2 separate regions of the Nomascus leucogenys genome follow, and region 2 is linked to region 1. A link is a contact called in public Hi-C data. All regions are on one chromosome and are shown on one strand. Each heading gives the region's core, a stretch centred on a gene start, on an enhancer-like site or on the middle of the called end of the contact. The rest is flanking DNA. Distances are from core to core; before and after follow the strand shown.

What was found. A called contact is a pair of places that touch in the nucleus more often than the background predicts.
Region 2: a contact with region 1 is called in a Hi-C map of an unstated tissue, with 4 times the contacts expected there. The contact joins the promoter of QRICH2 here to the enhancer-like site in region 1. A contact is called at or near these places in 3 of 4 Hi-C or Micro-C datasets (a lymphoblastoid cell line and an unstated tissue).

Annotation. Positions count from the first base shown.
Region 1 is chr14:90,522,832-90,530,205 of Asia_NLE_v1, reverse strand. No RefSeq gene overlaps it. Among named protein-coding and RNA genes, the nearest start is that of EXOC7, 17 kb to the right of the region's middle. Within about 2 kb of position 4,780, the one cell type or tissue checked has an H3K27ac peak away from gene starts, as active enhancers do. A contact at or near this core is called in a lymphoblastoid cell line, where this site is marked.
Region 2 is chr14:90,689,274-90,696,647 of Asia_NLE_v1, reverse strand. QRICH2 (glutamine-rich protein 2) reads left to right here and starts at 4,656. Exons shown (of 17, transcript XM_012495735.2): 1 at 4,656-6,283; 2 at 6,286-7,374. The coding sequence starts at 4,873.

The sequences.
Region 1 (7,374 bases), core at 3,531-6,030:
TTGAACTCCGGACCTCGTGATCCACCCGCCTCGGCCTCCCAAAGTGCTGGGATTACAGGCGTGAGCCACTGCGCCCAGCCTATTTTGTTCTTATTGAGGTAAAATTCATGTACAATTAAATGAGCTGATTTTGACAAATACATATCAAAACACAGAAAATTTCCTCATGCCCCTTTCCAGGGGATCCCTACCATCACCCCATCCCTAAGCAACCACTCATTTGATTTCTATTGCCATCGGTCACTTTTGCCTGTTCTAGAATTTCCTGTGAATGGCACCAGACAGTTTGTACTTTGTGTTCAGCTTCTTTCACTCAGCATGTTAGTTTTGGAATTTAACTATGTTGTTGCACGCATCAACAGTTTGTTCCTCTTCATGGCTGAGTAGTATTTCATCAGCTGATGGTAGCTGTTTGTTTATCCAGTCTCCTCTTCATGGATATCTGGATTGTTTCCAATTTTGATCTATTGTGAATAAAGCTGCTATGAACAGTCTTGTACAAGGCTTTTTGTCATATAGCTTTGTTTAAAAAAAATCCCTTTACTTTTCATTTGGATGGGGTTTCGGAAGTGAAGACATATACGTGTATAATATATCTGCCATGTCCAACAGGACTACCGAGTTGATTCTTTTCTTTATTTTTTATTTTTGAGATGGAGTCTTGTTCTGTAGCCCAGGCTGGAGTGCAGTGGTGCGATCTCAACTCACTGCAACCTCCGCTTCCCAGGTTCAAGCGATTCTCCTGCCTCAGCCTCCCCAGTAGCTGGGACTACAGGTGCATGCCATCATGCCTGGCTAATTTTTGTATTTTTAGTAGAGACGAGACAGGGTTTCACCATGTTGCCTGGGCTGGTCTCAAACTCCTGATCTCAAGTGGTCTGCCCACCTCAGCCTCCCGAAGTGCTGGGATTAGAGGCATGAGCCACTGCACCCAGCCCCTAAGTTGATTCTTCAAAGAGATGGCCCAGGTATCCAGCAGGAGTGCAGGGAGGAAAAGAGTTTCAGGCCGAAGGAGGGGAGTGAGCAAAGGCATGGAGGTGGGACCCCCGCCAGTGTGCCCAGGGGGCTGCTAGCCTCTCAGTGCTAGGGAAGATAAGGGGCCAGGGTGAACCTTTTCAAGTGCAGCTGTGGCCACCTCACTCCTCAGCTAACAGTGCAATGAGTTCCCTCGTCCACAGGAGGAGCTCCGGGCCCCCTAAGCTCCATCAAGATCTGACTCCTGCTCATCCCTCATCTTCTCCCCTCCCCTCCCCTCTGTGACCAGTCACACTAATGCACCACTCAGAATCACTATTTCCACTCTTCCTGTCCCAATCCCTGCCTTCTGCCTTGAGTGACCACCCTCCCGCTCTCCCGCTTCACCTGGGTAACAGCCTTCAGGACTTGGTTCCAGAGTTCCCAATCCTGGGCTCCACCTGGGTTAGGTGTGGGCTCCGGGTTCCCACAGCATCCTCAGCACAGCCCACCTGCCAGGGACACAGCAGGCGCATGGTACTGATGACCATACAATGGCCAGCGAGGTTGTCAGTCCCCTTCCCAAGTGGTTCTCTTGGCCCTCTCCGTGTCTAGCACCCGAAGGAGATGTGAAGAGGTGGGAAGGAGGAAAATAAACCAGCCCGCGGGGTGCATGTCACCATGCCATCCAAGCCCAGGTCTGAAAACTCAGATGCAAGCCTTTTCTCTCAATGTGGCTGGTGACACCTGCAGAGGGAGGGTCTTCCCTGCATCGCCATCCTAGCAGAACTTGTGCCAGCCTTTTTAGCCCTTCTGTTTGAGCAGGCAGTTGGTAACACACATTGGGGTCCCCAGGCTGGTACCTGAACCAATGTCAGCTCTGGCAATGCCACCTCTCACAGAAGAGTGGGCCTGGCTGGAGCAGAGTCGGGGCTGGGGATCCCTAGACACTCACTGTGTCCCTAGCTGGTCAGAGTTCCAGAAAGCCCATATCCAATGGTCCACCCTTGACCTGAACCCTTTTAGCCGGTGGGTCTAGAATTCAGTTTGGGGGATGACCTCCATCACAATCCCTTTCCCTGCTTCATCCCTGCAGCCTGGTGAATGCCTCCAGGGCAGAGGACAAGTGTGGGGAGGCCTCTGTTCCTGCCTGCCCAGTACCCGTGCCCCTAGCCTGCTGCCAGCACAGACTACCTACTGTGGGGCTCCTGGCTGCTGGCTGGGGTTCAACTTTGTGGGGGGAACCACCTGGGCTGGGCCCTGAGCTCTAGGAGACACCACGTCAGGTGGCCGGGCCTCTGGCAGACCCCAGCTCCAAGTCTGGTCCTGGGGAGCTGCAGGCCCAGATTCCTTGAGGGGTGCAGGTGGGAGGTGGGGTTTGTCTGTTTGCCCTTTTGTGGGAGGCAGCAGCAGCTGGAGTAGCCCTCAATGACAGCAGCAAGCACCTGTCCTCTGAAGGAGGCCTCAGGAGCCTTCTAGTGTCACCTATAGCTGAAGAAAATGAGGCACAGAGAGGACACAGCTCTGAGGACGGTGGCACAGGTGAGGCTGGCTTCTCGTGGGCACTGCCGGCTGGGGGACCTATGTGGACATCTGCCACCTCTCCACTCACCACAGCAGCATCTGTGTCTCCCCTGCTGGACTGGGAGCTCCGGGAGGGCAGAGGCAGTGTGCAGTTCTCTGTGGCACCTGGCCGGAGTCAGGTGTGGCACACGCTGGGTGCTCAGCAGAGCACGGTGGCATGGATAGGGGGTGGCAGGATGCGCCCCAATTCTCACAATGACTTACTGGCAGCGCCAGATCCAAAAGCCAGAGTTTCCAGCTGGGCAGATAGTGGGGAACTATCAGAAAGGCAGCTCAGGAGGCTGGGCGTGGTGGCTCATGTCTGTAATCCCAGCACTTTGGGAGGCTGAGGCCGGGGGGTGGGGTGATCCCCTGAGGTCAGGAGCTCGACATCAGCCTGGCCAACACAGTGAAACACCGTCTCTACTAAAAATAAAAAAATTAGCCACGCGTGGTGGTGCATACCTGTAGTCACAGCTACTTGGGAGGCTGAGGCAGAAGAATCCCTTGAACCCAAGAGGTGGAGTATCAGTGAGCTGAGATTGCGCCAATGCACTCCAGCCTGGGCTACAAGAGTGAAACTCCAAAAAAGAAAAAGAAGGAAGGAAGGAGGGAGGGAGGGAGGGAAAGAAAGAGAAGAGAGAGAGAGAAAGAGGGCCGGGCGCGGTGGCTCACGCCTGTAATCCTAGCACTTTGGGAGGCCAAGGCGGGCAGATCACGAGGTCAGGAAATCGAGACCATCCTGGCTAACACAGTGAAACCCCGTCTCTACTAAAAATACAAAAAATTAGCCAGGCGTGGTGGCGGGCACCTGTAATCCCAGCTACTCGGGAGGCTGAGGCAGGAGAATGATGTGAACCCGGGAGGCGGAGCTTGCAGTGAGCGGAGATGGCGCCACTGCACTCCAGCCTAGGCCACAGAGCAAGGCTCCGTCTTAAAAAAAATAAAATAAAGAAAGGTGAAGGGAAGGGGACAAGGGAGGAGAGAGAAAGGCAACTCAGGCCTGTCCCACCTGTCCCTCTGCCCTCAGGGGCCCAGGCCTCAACCTCCAAGCCAGCCTCCTCCCTGGCCTCATTAAAAAGTCCTTATTGAAGAAGGAAGTGTGTGTGTGGTGTCCCGCCAGGTAATACACGCTGAGATATCTCTGCTCATTCATTCATTCATTCATTTCAGGCAGACAGGAGGACCCTTCTGTGAGTGTGAATGACAGGCAACCCCACAGAGCAAGAGCACACTGGGGACTCCCTTCAGGGTCATCTCACTCAATCCCCTGCCTCAGGGCAGCTATCCAGTCAGGGAATGAGGCCTCCTGGTTTCCCACCGCAGGGGCAGGATCCATCAGCCCTCAGTTTGGGTTGGGGGGGAACGGTGGAAACCTGGCTGTCGGCCTGCTCCCGGGCAGGGCTTCCCTGTGCCCTCCCGCCCCCAGCCAGCAGCCTGTGTCTTCTAATTTACTGCCCAAGGCACTGCACCCTCCTCATTTGCGGCCCCCGGGCCACTCCTGCCAGGCAGCCCACCCCTCCGAGGCTCCTCTCCAAACACAGTGCAACCTCAGCTGACGCTGGGGCCCCAGAGCCGCTCTGCCTCCACTCCCGCCACACTCAGCTGTCCTCTCCGACACCCCCGGCCCACTCCCTGCTTCCCGGCTTTCCTTCCATAAGGCGGGTCCCTGTCCTGAGGCCCCCTTCTCCCATCCTTCAAAATCCAGTCCATACGCCTGTGCCTCGGCCTCCCTGAAACGCCCCATAGCTGTGGCTGTTCCCCCAACCCAGGCCGCAGCCCTGTGCCTCTCCTGTGGCCTGGATGACCCAGGCCTGCAGCGCACCCCAAATTTCCAAATGTTTCCAAGAGCACCATCTCTGCCTCGCTGAGTTCGTGAACAAATGAACGAAACTGCCCGACCCGGAAAAGATCCCGCCTGGCGGGGGCCTGTGCGGGCCCTTCCTGAGGACAGCGCCACCCGCCTCCGTCCCGCTCCCCACCGCAGCCCCGCACGGAGAAAGCGCTGAGTCACGTTCCGGGCACGCGGCCCCGGGAAGCCAGGCCTCAGGGGCGCGCCTGGGCCCGTGGGGGGCTCCTGGGCCTGCTGGGGGAGCGCCTGGGCCCGCGATGGGGGCGCCCCGCACCCGCACCCGCTGCCCAGCGCAGCCCCCGCAGCGTCTCCGGTTGCCTGGAGCCACGGGCCGGGCAGAAGCGGGTGCCAGCGGCTGACGCCACCGCGGCTTGCCAGCCGAACCCCCCTTCCGGAGTGGTTCAGAGGAATGGGGGGTGGGGAGCGCGAGACGCCCCCAGCAGGCTGCCCCGACCCCTGGTTTCCTGCCTAACCCCCAGGTCGGGTTCCTGGGGCCTTCTCGATGCCCCCTTGTTGTTTGCCTCCCTTCTATCTCCACGTTCCCTCCCTCTTCAGCGCCCCCTCCTGCCCCCGTTCTGTCCCCACCCATGCCCCTGGGCCTCTCCCTTCCCCTGCACCCTGGACCTTCTCGGAGGTTCCAGCTGCCCGAGCGCGGTGGACGCCAAGGGTGGTGTGAGGCGCCCCCTTGCGGCCCGGCCCGGGCTCGCCTCACCTCCCCGCCTGCTTAAGCCCTCCCGGAGCGCTCGGAGTTCAACCCTCGAGCACGGCGGAAGGAGGGCGCCCCACTGCGGCACAGCCACGTCCACGAAGCCCCTCCCGGGGTTCTAGAAAGCGGAGGCCTCCGGTAATAGGGGCTAAGGCTGGGCCAGGGGGACAGGGGACAGGCCCTCCCAGCTCCTCCCCTGCCGAGACAGGAGGGGTGAGGGAGAGGGGGAGAGGTGTGTGTGTGTGTGTGTGTGTGTGCGTGTGTGTGTGTGTGTGTGTGCGTGTGTGTGTGTGTGTCGCGCAGATAAGGGGCCATGGCCTAGGACAGCCAGGCAGTGAGTGGCAAGCGCCTGATGGGTTGCTTTTCCTTCATTTTACAAGCCAGGAAGTCTTCCTGCGGTGGGGTTTGCAGAACCAGCAGAATCCCTCCTGGGGCCACCATGTTCCTGGCACCGTTCTGAGCCTTTGTAATGCTAATCTCCTGTAGTGAGTGCCTGGGGAGGGTTGGGGGGCTGTAATATTGTTGTCCTTGCAGAAGGAAAGACCGAGGTGCAGAGAGATGTCTAGAAGGTGCCAGAAGGTGACTGTCCAGCCCTGGTATCACTGCCTGGTGATTTCGTTTCTTTGATCTTCACGAATGGCCTCACTGGGTGAGTCCAGGGGCCAGGAGGCTCCAGATGCTGTCAATGACTCAGGACTGTTTGGGGGCAGATAAGAGGAGGTGAGGGGTTCCACGGGTTCTGGATAAATTGATCAGAACTCAGAACACATTTCTAAGCAGTGATCATTAGCTGCAGAAGCCGATTTTGTTCCTAACATACTCCAACTACAGCTGGAAAGGCCAGGGAAGAACTGGAGTGGGCACCGGCTAACATTTCTTGAGCACCTACTAGGTACCAGGCCCTTTATATGCGCCATGTCACTTAATTTACCTCAAATCCAAGGGGCCTTTGTGGCGTGTTATTCAGAAGTCACAGGGCTAATCGGGGCAGGGCTGGGATCAGACAGGCCTGTCTGGCCTCACACCTGGGTTCTTTTTCCTCTACTCTGCCATTCAGCTGTGATTTGGACAGAAATCAGCTGCCACGTGCAACATTCTCCCATGGGAACATGTGTCAGCAGTACCTATCTCAGGGCCCAACTCCTTCCTGCCCCACAGCCCTCTCCTGGGACTTGCCTTAGGCAAGATGAGAAATTGGGATGGGAGGTGTGGGGGCGGGGCAGGGTGTGCAGGTCTCTGGCCAAAAGAGAAGCAGGAAGGGATACAGATTCCTCCCAATGCATCTCTTGGCCTAGGTGTTTCTGTTGCCCACGAGTATGTTGCTGTGATTCTCAGGTCAAAGAGGTTCTCAGTTGCCTCAAAAGCTGCACCCTTGGCTGGGCATGGTGGCTCACGCTTGTAATTCTGGCGCTTTGGGAGGCCAAGGCAGGTAGATCATCTGAGGTCAGGAGTTTGAGACCAGCCTGACCAATATAGTGAAACCCTGTCTCCACTAAAAACACAAAAAAATTAGTCGGGCGTGGTGGCGGGTGCCTGTAGTCCCAGCTTCTCGGGAGGCTGAGACAGGAGAATTGCTTGAACCCAGCAGGCGGAGGTTGCAGTGAGCCGAGATCGTGCCACTGCACTCCAGCCTGGGCGACAGAGTGAGACTCTGTCTCAAAAAAAAAAAAAAAGTGCTGCACACCGACCTCCTTCACTTTGTCTTCCCTGGGACCTGTACGCCATCCCTTTGATCCTCCTTCCGCGCCCCTCCTCCTCCTCCTGGAGTTAGCCTTCATGCACTTGTTTATTTGTTCATCATAGATTTACTGGGTACCCGGAACACCCTCTGGGTCGGGCCAAGGCCAGGTGCTGGGGAGGCACCCTTTAGAGGGCCCGCTGAGCCTTCTGGTCATGCATGGCGATTCCATCAGCCCTGGCCCAGCACCCCTCTTGTTTGTGTCACTCAGCTGTGAAGACCTGTTGCCTGTGCTTGTCTTTGATCTGCCCCCAGCGGGGCTCCTGCTGGCTTAGCCTTTCCTCCCTCCAGCTCTGCCTGTGAGGTCCAGGGATCCTTCCGGGCAGTGGACCCTGCTCTGCTGGGCACCTCGCAGGCTCCGCAGGAAGCTTCTGGCTTCCAGCACCCCCTCACCTTGCTCACACTTTGCCTCCACCCCTCAAGCAGGCGTGATTCCTCAGTGATGCCCCAGACCCTATAAGGACCTGAATTCAAACCAGTTTGCTGAGGCGACATTCAATTTGTAGTTGTGAAAATGAATTTAAAGTTCACCTGAGCAGGCCGGGTGCGGTGGCTCAGGCT
Region 2 (7,374 bases), core at 3,407-5,906, 170 kb before region 1:
TTTGGCTCATTTGTTGTAATGTTAGGACATGTTAAAGAAAAAAAATCAGGAAACGGTCCTGGAGATCCCAGGTTGTCTTTTGTACCCAGATATTTGGCGCTCCCCAAAATGCACTTGGCGGAGCCAAAAGCTTTACTCTTCACCCTGCTTCCGTCTACATTTTAAAATGACCCTCAAAGTTGGCTTGATTGTTTTGATAACCCACTTGCCCAAAGCCAGCGGGAGGGATGTCAAGACCAAAAGGGAAGTTAAGCCTCATCTTTGAGGGCCATTTGAACATATCCAGCTTGATTTTATTCAGGTGAAGGTAGGTGGGGGATCAGAAAACAATTTGGTCATCTGTACACTGTCTCAAGACAGACGGATGCATGCCTGTGTGCAAAAGTCACCATCGGCAAAGGGCCCCCTACAGAGGTTTTATTTCCAGGGTCTGTCACCATGGCCCACTAATAAGGTAAGATCCCTGCATTTCAGGACAGACTGTAAAGAAAGTTTGAAAAGCTACAAAAGCAAATAAAAACTACATTCAGGGCCGGGCGCAGTGGCTCACACCTATAATTCCAGCACTTCGGGAGGCCGAGGCAGATGGATCACTTGAGGTCAGGAGTTTGAGACCAGCCTGACCAATATGGTGAAGCCCCATCTCTACTAAAAATACAAAAATTAGCCGGGCGTGGTGGCACGCGCCTGTAATCCCAGCTACTCGGGAGGCTGAGGCAGGAGAATTGCTTGAACCCAGGAGGCAGAGGTTGCAGTAAGCCAAGATTGTGCCACTGAACTCCAGCCTGGGCGACAGAGCGAGACTCTGTTTTAAAAAAAAAAAAAGACAAAGAGGTCGGGCATGGTTGCTCACACCTTTAATCCCAGTACTTTGGGAAGTCAAGGTGAGAGAAGTGCTTGAGGCCAGGAGTTTGAGACCAGCCTGGGCAACATATTGAGACCCCATCTCTACAAAAAGTTTTTAAAAGGCCAGTCACGTGGCCGGGTGCAGTGGCTCATGCCTGTAATCCCAGCACATTGGGAGGCTGAGGCGGGCGGATCACGAGGTCAGGAGATCAAGACCATCCTGGCCAACATGGTGAAACCCGTCTCTACTAAAAATACAAAAAATTAGCCGGGCGTGGTGGCGGGCACCTGTAGTCCCAGCTACTCAGGAGGCTGAGGCAGGAGAATGGCGTGAACCCGGGAGGCGGAGCTTGCAGTGAGCCGAGATCGTGCCACTGTACTCCAGCCTGGGCGACAGAGTGAGACTCTGTCTAAAAAAAAAATGGCCGGTTGCGATGACTCATGCCTGTAATCCTAGCCCTTTGGGAGGCTGAGGCAGCCAGATCACTTGAGGTCAGGAGTTCGAGACCAGCCTGGCCAACATGGTGAAAACCCATCTCTACCAAAAATACAAAAATTAGCTGGGTGCCCAGGCTGGAGTCCAGTGGCATGATCATGGCTCACTTGAGCCACTGTGCCTGTCCAATCTCCATTAGTTCAATTTAGGTCTTTAAAAAATATCTTCTATATGTCTACCTTTTGAACATAAGAAATATAGCTATACCTAGCTGGGCTGGGTTTCACCATGTTGGCCAGGCTGGTCCCGAACTCCTGCACTCAGGTGATCCACCCGCATTGGCCTCCCAAAGTGTTGGGATTACAGGTGTGGGCCATCGCACCCGGCCATATTTTTGTATTCTTATACATTTTCTTGAGCCTTTTTCCCCCAGGACACAGCTACTTAAAAACAGTTTGATTGCTTCAGGCCTTGCTTTTATGATTTTATGATTTGTTAGGTGGGTCCTTAGGTGTGTTCAGTCTAGGGCTGATTATTCTCCACTTCTGAGGCAATACTTTTCTGAGTACACTCTGCTCTGTGCTACTTGAATGATGAGTTTTTCGAAACTAGTTGATAAGAACAAGCACCATGTCCAGCCCCATGGCAGGCAGGGCACTGCTTCTTCAAGCCCTGCAGGTGGTTCTTTCCCCAGTCTTGGGACGTCTCCCCACAGGCATGTACTCATCAAATGTGTGCTGATCACTCAGAGGGGATCCTCCACAGACCTCTGGAGTGGGCTTTCTGTTACCTCCCTTTCTGGTTAATTTTTTTTTTTTTTTTTGAGACAGAGCCACACTGTCACTCATGCTGGAGTGCAGTGGCGCGATCTCAGCTCACCGCAACCTCTGCCTCCTGGGTTCAAGTGATTCTCCTGCCTCAGCCTCCCAAGTAGCTGTGACTACAAGCGTGTGCCACCGTGCCTGGCTAATTTTTGTATTTTTAGTAGAGATGGGGTTTCGCCTTGTTGGCCAGGCTGGTCTCAAACTGCCAACCTCAGGTAATCTACCCGCTGAAAGTTCTGGGATTACAGGCATGAGCCACCACACCTGGATAACTCCCTTCTTTCTGATACTCTATCCTGTGACCTTCAGTTGCTGAATCTCCCTGAATGCTCACTTCTGTCTCCTCATCTCAGAGAGTCTGCTGGGCTCCACCTCAATTCCCTCTCCCTGCACTGCAGTCTGGAAACTCCAGCAAGGCAGCAAGCCAGGGTGATACAGGGTTCCCAGTTTTCCTTTCTCCACTGCTTGGGGATAACTGTCCTCCATAACTTGATATCCAGTGTCTAGGAAACCACCGTTTCATAGGTGTTGTTGGTTTTTTTTTTTTTTTTTTGAGATGGAGTCTCACTCTGTCTCCCAGGCTGGAGTGCAATGGTGCTATCTCGGCTCACTGCAACCTCTGCCTCCTGGGTTCAAGCAATTCTCCTGCCTCAGCCTCCTAAGTAGCTGGGATTATAGGCATGCGCCACCACACCCAGCTAGTTTTTGTATTTTTAGTAAAGACAGGGTTTCACCATGTTGATCAGGCTGGTCTTGAACTCCTGACCTCGTGATCCACCCACATCGGCCTCCCAAAGTGCTGGGATTACAGGCGTGAGCCACTGCGCCCAGCCTCGGTTTTGTTTTTTCTTGTGACAGACAGGAGGGTAAATCCAGCCCCTGTGTTACTTCATCTTGGCTGGAAATGGCAGTGGTTCATTCTTCTTTTTCATGGTTTCATAGCATCTACTGTATTGGTGACCAGAAATATCTCAGTCTCTTATTGATGATCTACCTTATCAACGGTGCTGCAGACCCCATCATTGTATGTACAGCTTGGCATCCTTTGGCGAGAATTCATAGAGAAAATTCCTGTCTATGGAGTTTCTGGGTCCATGGGTTTGCATGTTTACATTTTATTTATTTATTTATTTTTGAGATGGTGTCTCGCTGTGTTGCACAGGCTGGAGTGCAGTGGCGTGATCTCAGCTCACTGCATCCTCTGCCTTTTAGGTTCAAGTGATTCTCCTGAGTAGCTGGGATTACAGGTGTGCAGTACCACGCCTGGCTAATATTTTTGTATTTTTTGTAGAGGCCAGGTTTCACCATGTTGGCCAAGCTGGTCTTGAACTCCTGACCTCAAATGATCCACCTGCTTTGGTCTCCCAAAATGCTGGGATGACAGACGTGAGCCACTGTACCCAGCCTATACATTTTAAATATATGGTTTACATACCTTCCAGTATACACTTTTATCAGCAGCAATGGGTCAACAATGGAGCAAACTTTATATTTTATTTTATTTTATTTATTTATTTTTTGAGACGGAGTCTTGCTCTGTCACCCAGGCTGAAGTGCAGTGGCGCGATCTCAGCTCACTGCAACCTCTTCCTCCTGGGTTCAGGCGATTCTTGTGACTCGGCCTCCCAAGTAGCTAGGACGACAAGCACGTGCCACCACGCCCAGCTAATTTTTTTTTTTGTATTTTTAGTAGAGACGGGGTTTCGCCATGTTGGCCAGGATGGTCTCAATCTCTTGACCTTGTGATCTGTCCACCTCGGCCTCCCAAAGTGCTGGGATTACAGGCGTGAGCCACCGTGCCAGACCCAGACTTTATATTTTAAACTTAATTAATTACTTATGTCCTTTATTTAAAGGCTAAGCAAAAGTCCAGAGAGATCACTTGTATTTTGCAGTTTTCCCCATCTTTTATGAAGAAAAATTACATATATATATATTTTTTTTCGAGAAGGCGTCTCACTCTGTTGCCCAGGCTGGAGTGCAATGGCGCGATCTCGGCTCACTGCAACCTCCACCTCCCGGGTTCAAGGGATTCTCCTGCCTCAGTCTCCTGAGTAGCTGGGATTACAGGCATGCACTATCACACCCGGCTAATTTTTGTATTTTCAGTAGAGATGGGGTTTTGCCATGTTGGCCAGGCTGGTCTCAAAGTCCTGACCTCAAATGATCCACCCGCCTTGGCCTCCCAAAGTGCTGGGACTATAAGCGTGAGTCACCGCACCTGGCCACAAAAATTACATATTTTTGTACATGCCATTTTCAAATATGCAGATTCTCAAAAATATGGAGACCTAGCCTCCCAGAACATCAGTGTGTTTCTTTTTCTTTTCTTTTTTTTTTTTTTGAGATGGAGTTTCACTCTTGTCGCCCAGGCTGGAGCGCAATGGCATGATCTCACAGCAGCCTCCATCTCCCAGGTTCAAGCAATTCTCCTGCCTCAGGTTCCCGAGTAGCTGAGATTACAGACGCATGCCACCACGCCTGGCTAATTTTGTATTTTTAGTAGAAATGGGGTTTCACCATATTGGTCAGGCTGGTCTCGAACTCCTGATCTCAAGTAATCTGCCCACCTTGGCCTCAAAGCCACACCGTCAGTGTGTTTCTTTATGTCAAGCTTAGCTTTTAGGACCAGAGGGCTTTTTTCTCCAGGGGCCCTAAATCATCCTAGTCAGAACTTCCAGATTTCCTTTCTTCCCACTCTGATAGTGAATATTTTGACTGTTATTGATTTCCTTCTTCCTCTCCGACCAGGGCTCAGAAACACTTATGGGATTTTCTAAGCACAGAGGGTTCACTTCCTTAACATCACCTGAAGGGACTCTAAGCGGAGCCTCTACCAAGCAACCAAGTATTGACCAGGCTCTGGATTCTGCCAGTGGTCTTGGCCCGGATCAGACTGCATCAGGATCTGGTGGCGCAGCACACCCCTCTGATGGGGTTACCAGTAGGGAACAAAGCAAGGTCCCCTCTGGTACTGGTAGACAGCAGCAGCCGAGGGCCCGTGATGAAGCTGGCATGCCACGACTCCATCAGTCTTCTATATTCCAATTCAAATCAGACTCAGATCGTCACAGGAGTAGAGAGAAGCTTACCTCGACATATCCAAGAAGAGATGAACGAGATGCATGTCCTGGTCCAGTTCAACAGGACTTAACCTTGGCCAGAGACCAGCCCAGTAGGGTGCCCGCTAGCCAGAGTCAGGTCCATCTAAGGCCAGATCGTCGTGGGTTAGAACCAACTGGCATGAATCAGCCTGGATTAGTGCCTGCTAGCACTTTCCCACATGGTGTGGTACCCCTCAGCATGGGTCAGCTTGGTGTGCCACCACCTGAGATGGATGATCGGGAATTGGTACCATTTGCCATGGATGAGCAACGTATGTTGCCACCATCGGTACCTGGCAGAGACCAGCAAGGATTGGAACTACCTGGTACGGACCAACATGGTCTGGTTTCAGTCAGTGCATATCGGCATGGTATGACACTTCCCGGCACAGACCAACGCAGTATGGAACCACTTGGCATGGATCAGCGTGGATTTGTAATATCAGGCATGGGTCGGCAAGGACTGGTACCCCCTAGTATGGACCAGCAAGGACTGACATTGCCTGTCATAGATCAACATGGGCTGGTTCTACCTTTTACAGACCAGCATGGTTTGGTATCACCTGGTTTGATGCCAATTAGTGCAGATCAGAAAGGTTTTGTGCAGCCCAGTTTGGAAGCAACTGGCTTCATACAACCTGGCACAGAGCAGCATGATTTGATCCAGTCTGGCAGATTTCAGCATGCTTTGGTGCAGCCTGGTGCAGATCAGCCTGGCTTGGTCCAACCTGGTGCAGATCAGCGTGGTTTGGTCCAACCTGGTGCAGATCAGCGTGGTTTGGTCCAACCTGGTGCAGATCAGCGTGGTTTGGTCCAACCTGGTGAAGTTCAGCGTGGTTTGGTCCAACGTGGAGAGGATCAGCATGGTTTGGTTCAACCTGGTACAGTTCAGCGTGGTTTGGTCCAACGTGGTGCAGATCAGCGTGGTTTGGTCCAACCTGGTGCAGATCAGCGTGGTTTGGTCCAACCTGGTGCAGATCAGCGTGGTTTGGTCCAACCTGGTGCAGATCAGCGTGGTTTGGTCCAACGTGGTGGTGGTGGTCCAACTGGTGCAGATCAGCGTGGTTTGGTCCAACTGGTGCAGATCAGCGTGGTTTGGTCCAACCTGGTGCAGATCAGCGTGGTTTGGTCCAACCTGGTGCAGATCAGCGTGGTTTGGTCCAACCTGGTGCAGATCAGCGTGGTTTGGTCCAACCTGGTGCAGATCAGCATGGTTTGGTCCAACGTGGAGAGGATCAGCATGGTTTGGTTCAACCTGGTGCAGTTCAGCGTGGTTTGGTACAACCTGGTACAGATCAGCGTGGTTTGGTGCAACCTGGTGCAGATCAGCCTGGTTTGGTCCAGCCTGGTGCAGGTCAACTTGGTATGGTGCAGCCTGGAATAGATCAGCAAGGTTTGGTGCAACCTCAGGCAGATCCACGTGGCTTGGTACAACCTGGTGCATATTTGCATGATTTGTCTCAACCTGGGACATATCCACGTGGTTCGGTGCAGCCTGGAATGGATCGATATGGTTTGAGACAACCTGGTGCCTATCAGCCAGGCTTGATAGCACCAGGTACAAAGCTTCGTGGCTCTTCAACATTCCAGGCAGATTCTACAGGTTTTATACCAGTACGTCCATATCAACATGGTATGGTACCTCCTGGCAGAGAACAACATGGCCAGGTGTCACCACTCCTAGCCAGTCAAGGTTTGGCATCACCTGGTATAGACCAAAGGAGTTTGATACCACCAGAAACTTATCAGCAAGGCTTGATGCATCCTGGCACAGACCAGCATGGTCCAATACCACCGAGTACGGGTTTGGGATCTACACACCCAGATCAACAGCGTTTGGCATCACCGGGCCCAGGTGAGCACGACCAGGTGTACCCAGATGCAGCTCAGCGTGGCTGTGCTTTCTCTCTCTCTGACAGTCGTGATTCAATGTATCCTGGTTATGGTGGCCCAGGGTACCTAAGTGCTGATCAGCATGGCCAGGAAGGTTTGGATCCACACAGAACACAAGCCTTGGACCGACGTGGAATTCCTGCCCAGAAGGCCTCAGGCCAAGATGTTACCCTTTTCAGGAGTCCAGACTCGGTCGACCGAGTCCCATCAGAAGGGAGCGAAGTCTCGAGTCAGCGACGTGATTCACTGTATAAAATGAGTTCTAGTTTCC